3 separate regions of the Pan troglodytes genome follow, and all the other regions are linked to region 1. Evidence: chromatin contacts called from public Hi-C data. All regions are on one chromosome and are shown on one strand. The core of a region is the stretch at or near the end of the contact, and the rest is flanking DNA. Distances in the headings are between cores, read along the strand shown.

The links. Hi-C and Micro-C count contacts between places; a contact is called where the count stands out from the background.
Region 2: a contact with region 1 is called in a Hi-C map of stem cell-derived neural progenitor cells, with 2.4 times the contacts expected there. The contact joins the promoter of CCDC82 here to the enhancer-like site in region 1. A contact is called at or near these places in 1 of 7 Hi-C or Micro-C datasets (stem cell-derived neural progenitor cells) and 1 of 1 datasets of contacts at active chromatin or transcription factors (stem cell-derived excitatory neurons).
Region 3: a contact with region 1 is called in a Hi-C map of stem cell-derived neural progenitor cells, with 5 times the contacts expected there. The contact joins the promoter of MAML2 here to the enhancer-like site in region 1. A contact is called at or near these places in 1 of 7 Hi-C or Micro-C datasets (stem cell-derived neural progenitor cells) and 1 of 1 datasets of contacts at active chromatin or transcription factors (stem cell-derived excitatory neurons).

Annotation. Positions count from the first base shown.
Region 1 is chr9:98,116,635-98,119,321 of NHGRI_mPanTro3-v2.0_pri, forward strand. All of the region lies in intron 2 of MAML2 (mastermind like transcriptional coactivator 2), which reads right to left. Among named protein-coding and RNA genes, the nearest start is that of MTMR2, 88 kb to the left of the region's middle. Within about 2 kb of position 1,332, at least 14 of the 24 cell types and tissues checked have an H3K27ac peak or open chromatin away from gene starts, as enhancers often do. A contact at or near this core is called in stem cell-derived neural progenitor cells, where this site is marked.
Region 2 is chr9:98,496,075-98,498,761 of NHGRI_mPanTro3-v2.0_pri, forward strand. It overlaps CCDC82 (coiled-coil domain containing 82), which reads right to left and starts at 1,321. Exons shown (of 8, transcript NM_001280316.1): 1 at 1,268-1,321. JRKL (JRK like) reads left to right here and starts at 1,404. Exons shown (of 2, transcript XM_016921850.3): 1 at 1,404-1,496; 2 at 1,906-2,687. The coding sequence starts at 2,073.
Region 3 is chr9:98,449,471-98,452,157 of NHGRI_mPanTro3-v2.0_pri, forward strand. MAML2 (mastermind like transcriptional coactivator 2) reads right to left here and starts at 1,298. Exons shown (of 5, transcript XM_001147268.8): 1 at 1-1,298.

The sequences.
Region 1 (2,687 bases), core at 82-2,581:
AAAATGTTCCATTGATATTTTATTGCAGTAAAATAAAGATTCAAAAATGGTTATGCTTACTATTTCTCATCAGTCAGAATGGCTCTTATTAAAAAGTCAAAATATAATACATGTTGATGAGGTTGCAGAGAAAAGGGAATGCTTATGCACTGCTGGTGGGAATTGTAGTTCAGCCACTGTGGAAAGCAGTTTGGAGATTTCTCAAGGAACTAAAAATAGAACTACCATTTGACCCAGCAATTCTATAACTGAGTATCTACCTTAAAGGAAAATAAGTCATTCTACCAAAAAGCCACCTGCACTTATATGTTCATTGCAACACTGTTTACAAAAGCAAAGACATGGAACCAACCAAGGTATCTACCAATGTTGAATTAGTAAGAAAATATGGTACATATACACCATGAAATACTACATAGCCATAAAAAAGAATTAAATCACATCCTTTTGTAGCAACATGGATGCAGCTGGAGGCCATTATTGTAAGTGAATGAACACAGAAAGAAAAACCAAATACCATATGTTCTCACTTATAAGTGAGAGCTAAACATTGAGTACACATGGACATAAAGATGGGAACAACAGACACTGGGGACTCCAAAAGGGGGAGGGTGGGAGAGAGGCTAGGGCAGAAAAAGTACCCATTGGGTACTATGTTCACTATTTGGGTGACGGGATCAATAGAAGCCCAAACCTCATCATCATGCAGTATAACCATGGAGCAAATCTGCACATGTACCCCTTGAATCTAAAAACAAGCAAACAAAAAAATGGTTACATAAAAGTCTGCAAGCTGTAATCAATGACAGAATAAATGGAATTTTTTTTCTTAGCCTTTAGGAAAATGCCAAGACATATTCCCACCTCTCACATGAGTTGGTGGTTTAAGAATTTGGTTTGCAAAACACAATTTAATATTTTATTTATAGAAGTCAAGAGAAATGGTAACAATTTAAAATTTTGATTCTTGAATATCTGTGCTTGTTTAAAAGAAAAGGTGTGTGGGTGTGTTGAAGGGTTTTTATTCCATTACTACCATAAAATCTACTTTTATTTACTTCTTTTAGAATCAAACTTTTAAAAAATTTGCTAAAATTTCATAAATCTCATATGCCAAAATTCAGCTGAGCCAAACTCTTAGTTATCTGTTCTCCGTTTTTGAGCTGCAGTAGCATTTGGTAAACAGAATGCCCAGAACCTCCTCTGAAAGCACCACTAGCAGGCACTGTGAGAGCATTTTCATTCAAGTTCATTCGACTTGGGCAAAAAGAGAACAGCGGCTTACATCAACTGAGGATCAGTGAACACAATCTCATAGCAACAGACACCAAAACAGTCCCTCATTACAAGCCTTGTCCAACAATCAAGTCTTTAACGAGAACAAAGGTTGACAGTGATTAATCATTAAGCGGTTCCCTGTTCCTTGCTGCACGTGTTCACAGCAGCCTCCTACAGAGGCAGTCTGGCATATTTCCTGTCTCTGTGCTCCACTGTGCCATGTCTGAAGGGACGCCCAGGCAGCCTTCTCACTAGTTTAATTTCAAATGCTACAAACATCTACAGAGTCTCTATGTGCACATGTCTTGACTTTTATTCTGAGCCTGGCAGACTCTGAATGGATATAGGGAGTATGAACATAATAAGCCGTTAACTCCACATCTGCTTACTAGATTATGTTCAAAGACAGTATAAGAAATTGATTAAACACTGTTTTCTAGAATAAACCTTTGAAATCTGTTTGTTTCCTTAAGCAACACAATGATAAGTTGATATAATTTAGTTGTGCAGTGAACAGAAGATACCTTCACTACTGTTTCTACATAAAAATAGCTTCTGTGTTGTCAAAGCACCGTGCTTTGACAAGCAACAAAAACATTTTCAGAAACCTCTTTCAAATAATTCTGTTTCACAAGGCAACAGAATTATAAAGTCAACTAATGCTGCCGTCATTTTATTCAATGTTCCCTTTTCCTGTGTGTTTTTTATGACCTGTCTGGGCATTATCTATCTTAGTTGGTCATGCAATAGCATATGTATTCACCTTAACAGACTAACTTGGAGGGTTTTTATTTTCTCTCTTTCAACATGTACATTTCACTGATGACCATGTTGCCTGTAAACTGCTAGGAGCTCAGGTGAAAAGAGAGAGTTATGAGATACAGATTTCTGAGAGGTGAGGGGCAAGGGTTAATTGAAATTTTTAAAATGATCAAGGGAAGTAGGTTATGTATCAACAAACATATTGTTTTTCCAATAACAAATATCACATTTAAGAACAACAAAATGAGATAACCCTAAGGATTCTTTGTATCTATTCACTTCTCTCTTCAAAGTAATCAGAATTAAGTAATGTGAGGTCTCCAGTAGCTCATGTAGTAGATTATAACTAGTCCATCTACAATATAAAAGCTAAAGTATAAAATCCAACCACAAAGTGATACAGGACTGCTAGGAAGGGAAGAGTGTGGTCCCTTTAAATGACATGGAATGGGGGAAGCAAAGTACTGGGTAGAGAAAGGCAGGTCCCTGGCAAGGGCTCCACTCCCACGGACCTAGGTGAGGACAGGCACTTCCTGCCCAAATGTTGCATTTCCCAAGACCACCTGGGCCTGCCACAACCCCATCCTGGGCCTATAAAAACCCCAGACCCTAGCAGTAGACACAAAGGCAGCCAGACGTCGAGAGGA
Region 2 (2,687 bases), core at 71-2,570, 380 kb after region 1:
ACACAGTACCTCTATAGCTAAAAGTACTTTGATGATGCCACTTGACTTTCTCATCAGAAGAAATATAGTTCCTTCTAAACTTTCAGGTTAATTCATACTCAAGAAAAGATTCATTCTAGAAATCACCTACTTGCTGTATAAACAATGCAGGTGGTAGATAACACTTTACAGATTTGAAAGGCAGTGGAACCCCAGGTCATTATTTGAAATTCTACCGGGAGGGATCCATTCTTGGGTGTAAAACATCACTCCTCTTCGATGTTTTCTTTTATATGGCAGTTTGGAGAGCAAAGATTAATAAGCCGAAAAACAATTATTGAATATCTACCAAAATGCAAGGACCTGCTAGGAACTGTGCTGCCACCATTTCAAATAAACATGGTCTCTGCTTCCAAGGAGCTCACAATCTGATGAAATTACTAGGGACACCAAAAACAAGCCAGCATAATACACGATTTGAGGGCTACAGTGTATGATTAAGATCAAGTTCTTATCACATTGCTATGAATAAATTTATCGTAGTTCTTCTATTGGCAGGAAAACAAGACAGAACATGACAGAAATAGGATATAAGAAAATAAACATAAAGAGAGGAAAGCCTATTTCCCCCACTTAGAATCACAGTCCAACAGTCCACAATTTCGCAAAGTGGATCCTGCCAGCATGGTATCCGGGATAACTATATTATTCATTAAAATCCGTTAACAATGAAGGTTAATGCAGCAGGAATGAGTGGTAGACAGAGGAATAGATCCTCTCAGGAATTAACACCCGGAAGGGTGACTTTCATGATTACAAACCTCTTTGGCGGGACGCAGGAACCCAGCGCCCGCTAGCCCACTAGTCCGTCACTCTGCCTCCAGGAGGGAGGGGCACAGTAGCTAGGAAACCGGACCCTCAGGCCAAGCTTCGCGATGACGCGCGCAGGACGACAGAAACCCCCAGACCCCAAAAGAGCTCTGCACCGAGAAAACAATTACAAGGGTCTGGAAAGGCCAGAAACCCGAGAAATCACCAACCGAGCTCCCTACATCAGTTCCAAGCACCTCCCCAAGGCGGAAATAACGGGCACCGCGCCCACTGCAGCTCAACTGAGGAGGAGGGCTAGAGGCGCATTCTCCGGCCCACCCAAAGAGCGCCCGCGGGAATTTTTCTCTGAGTCCGCGAGGAGGCACGGCTTCCCCCGCCCCTCCCATAAACCATTAGCACCGGGAGCGCGAGCGAGTCCCAGCCGGGAGACAGCCCCGCACCACCCTCGCGCTCTCACCTTTCAAAGCGCCTCCGCCTCTGCCTCCGCCTCCGCCCCCGCCCCGGCAACCAGCTCATGACAAGCGATGCTCCTCCCCCCTTCCGGGGACCAAGGGAAGTCCCGCCTCTGGGTGGGGCGAGGGGTGGGGCCAGGCGGCGGGAGGGATCATCTTCCGGGAGCGTGGCTAGGGGCGGAGCGACTGCCGCGCGATAGTCAGGGAGCTGTGCGGGTCCTGGTTGCAAGAGAGGTGGGGAGAGGGGCCTGGCGGGTTTTGAGGGACGGGGAGGACTGTCCCGGCTAAAGCTGGCGCGGGAAACTGGGGCTGCGCGGCGGGAGGGCCCTGCTGCTGGGGAAGGAATCTAATATATCCGTTCCCCTGAGGAAGGGTGCCAGTCCTTGACTCCTAGGCTCTTCGGCTCTCTGCCGTAACTTTGGGGTGTGGCAGGGGTTAGTGACGCGCGGTTACCCGGGATCTGGACGTGCAGGAGGTTCGTGGACACAATGGGGGTATAGTCTTTCTCACGGCTGCTGGGGTAATAAAACACATGCTTTTAATCCGGATTATCCGCGGTGACATGGGGCCTCCGCTACTGCCCGTATAAGTTAAAGAAAGGCCTGTTCTCTCAAACTTCCTCCTCTTTCACCTTCTTCTGCAGTCTATTTGCCAGCCAACCCCAGCCCGGGAGGGGATCAGGGCCACCAGGTTGCTGGTAAGGATGAAAGACTGAGTGTGTTAAGACTGTTAAAGTGAGCCTGTGTAAGAGAAGGAAGGATTTTGTGGATTGCTACATTGTGAGTGTGGGGTGAGTCCCAGAACCTCGCTATGTCGGGGAAACGGAAGCGTGTGGTGTTGACTATTAAAGATAAGCTTGATATAATAAAGAAACTTGAAGACGGAGGTTCTTCCAAACAACTGGCAGTGATTTATGGAATTGGTGAAACAACAGTTCGGGATATAAGAAAAAATAAGGAAAAGATTATAACTTATGCAAGCAGTTCTGATTCCACAAGTCTTTTGGCCAAGAGGAAATCTATGAAGCCATCCATGTATGAGGAATTGGACAGGGCAATGCTGGAATGGTTCAACCAGCAAAGAGCAAAAGGGAATCCCATATCTGGACCAATTTGTGCAAAAAGGGCAGAGTTCTTCTTTTATGCTTTGGGAATGGATGGTGATTTTAACCCCTCTGCCGGTTGGCTAACTCGTTTTAAGCAGCGGCACAGCATTAGAGAGATTAACATTAGAAATGAAAGATTAAATGGAGATGAGACTGCGGTGGAAGATTTTTGTAATAACTTTCGAGATTTTATTGAACGAGAGAATTTACAGCCTGAACAAATCTACAATGCAGATGAAACTGGACTCTTTTGGAAGTGCTTGCCTTCTAGGATTTCAGTAATCAAAGGTAAATGCACTGTCCCTGGGCACAAATCAATT
Region 3 (2,687 bases), core at 48-2,547, 330 kb after region 1:
CTTCAGAGGTTGTGGGGGAGCCGTGGAGAAGGTGTGGGGGAGGGGAGTTAGTAAAAAGAGGGTGGGGAGAAAGAATAGAAACCAGCTGGGGGGAGGATAAGTTGGAAACAAACCCTGATTAACTTACTCTAATTGCATTTGACAGCTCTGGAGAAGTTGGACAGAGTTGGTGGATTTTTTTTCCTCCACCAAGCTGACAAGAGCCACTAGGTACTTTGTAAACACACGATCTGGGGGTTAGATCAAGAATTCAGGGATTGTCCAGCAAGAGACAGAAACACACAGCAAAAGGTATTGAGAGAGGTATTAATAGAGAGGACTCCCCCTCACCTAGTTGTTTCCGACAATTCTTTATGGGGATGTTTCTGCAGAGAAACACATTTCTACCATGTCTATGTAACCAGCAGCCTTGACTTTTCCTCAGGTTAAATAAAAAACCAAAACAAAACAAAACAGTGCTGTTTCAGAAGATGTTTAAGTCACTGTTCAAAATGTGCAAAAATCAAGGGAGACTGTCTTTTGGCTTTTAATTTTTCCTCCCTTTCCTTTCGCTCCGGTGTTTTCTCCTCTTTGGGGTACTGTAGGATGTTGTCTTCTCCCAAAAGAGGGAGACAGCTTTTCAACTGTTAACAATGTCAGTAATTGGACTTTTGGACCATGCTTTTTTCTTCAGCTAATCCAATCACCGGTAAAATCCTCACTCCCTCTAAGGTTTCCTAGCCTTAAATGAAAAGCAATCTTAAGTCGCTAGCCACTGAGAGAGATCCTTCAACACATTTTTTTCTTTCCCGCTTACGTTTCTATTCCTCACCCCCGGCTCTATTCTAATACAGTATCAAGAGAGACAAACTCTTCCGAGAGTAATTTACAAACGATGGTCAAACTTACAAACTTCCAGCAAATTGCACCGAGTCATGTCCAGCCACTTTTCTGTCCACTTTTGTACATTCCATCCCCGGCCAGTGGATCTGAGGGTCTGGACTCGCAATAAGCAATCTGGTTCTATCTCCTGTATTTGCTCCGCTTTATAGATGGAAAAAAAAAAAGTAGCTTGTATTTTCCTTTCTCTTTCTCGTCTGTTGTTAGCCGCTTTGCTGACACTGGCTCCCGCCCGGAGTCACGGCGATACACAGGCTTTCATTGTGCTCCGATAGGAGAGGGAGAGAAAGAGAGAGAGTGAGACAGAGAGGGAGAAAGAGAGAGCCAGCAAGCTGCAGATGGGGGTGGGGGGGGGCGGGGAGAGGGCGGGAGAGCTCGTTCGAGGCTCCCTGGTGGAAGGCTGGTGCCACTGCGCGAGTGAGTAATCGCAGCCAGGCACCGGGGAAAGGGGAACGCAGAGGGCCTCCCAGTGGCTGAAGAGGTAAATCCCAAGCCCTGCGCATCTCAGCTGCCCTGGCTCAGCTCAGCATCAGACTCGGTTAAGCGGGGAAGGCTGGGGAAATTCCCCAACCTCTACACAACCATTTCACCAGCTCTAAATGTTTAAGAAATTCCGGGCCAGGAATGTGTTTTCCCTTTCAGCCCTACATTACGCCCCGCTGAGGATATCATTTTCATTTTTCAGTATATTGTAAATGACACCACTGAGCAACCTAGCACGAGCTGTGTGAGCACCGAGGAAATGTTCATTAATAGAATAAGGAAGATAATGAATGTGTGTGTTGAGGGCGGAAGGGGTTGCGCGTGGAGAGGAGAGGTAATCACATTGTTAGCTCCTAAAGGGCAGGCAGGTGTAGCGTTTGTCTACCTGCCTGCCCATTTGTGTGTCTCTGGATAAGTGAGTCTGGGTGATCACAGGCAAATCAGTTGGGATAAATAAAATATTTTATGAGAATGATACAATTATCGATACCAGTTCTAGAAACAAACGCTTTTTTTTGGGAATGCATGATTGCCTATGAAAAACCAAATATAAGACCTGAAGTATCCTTAGCTACCTGGTGCACATACACAATGAGGAAAGTCAATGTGTAGCAGCTGAGTTTCAAAAAGTTTTTTTTTTTTTTCTTTTAATGGAGTCTTGTTATGTTGCCCAGGCTGGAGTTGAACTCCTGGGCTCAAGTGATCCTCCCACTTGAGCCTCCTGAGTAGCTGGAACTACAGGTACTCACCACTACTGCACCTGACTCTGAGTTTCAAGAAGTTTAATAATAGAAACCAAATAGATCTCACACAGATCATTGTCCCCCCATTTTCAAGTGATCCCACCTTTAAAATATCCAATATTGGCCAGGCACAGTGGCTCACGCCTGTAATCCCAGCACTTTGGGAGGCCAAGGCAGGCGTATTACCTGAGTTCAAGAGTTCAAGACCAGCCTGGCCAATATGGTGAAACCCCGTCTCTACTAAAACTACAAAAATTAGCTGAGCATGGTGTCATACGCCTGTAATCCCAGCTACTCGGGAGGCTGAGACAGGAGAATTGCTGGAACCCAGGAGGCAGAGGTTGCAGTGAGCTAAGATCACGCCACTGCGCTCCAACCTGGGCAACAGGGTGAGTCTCTGTCTCCAAAAAAAAAAAACTTATTGTGGATTCTGCTTGTTATTTTCAATTATGAAGATTAAATTAAGGTGAGCATAATACTGCAACAGTCAGAACCAAAAATATTCTGGGTATCCTAATTTGGAAGTCATTTGGATTTGAGGTCTCAAATAATATACCTTCAGTAATCTAAACAAACTCTGGC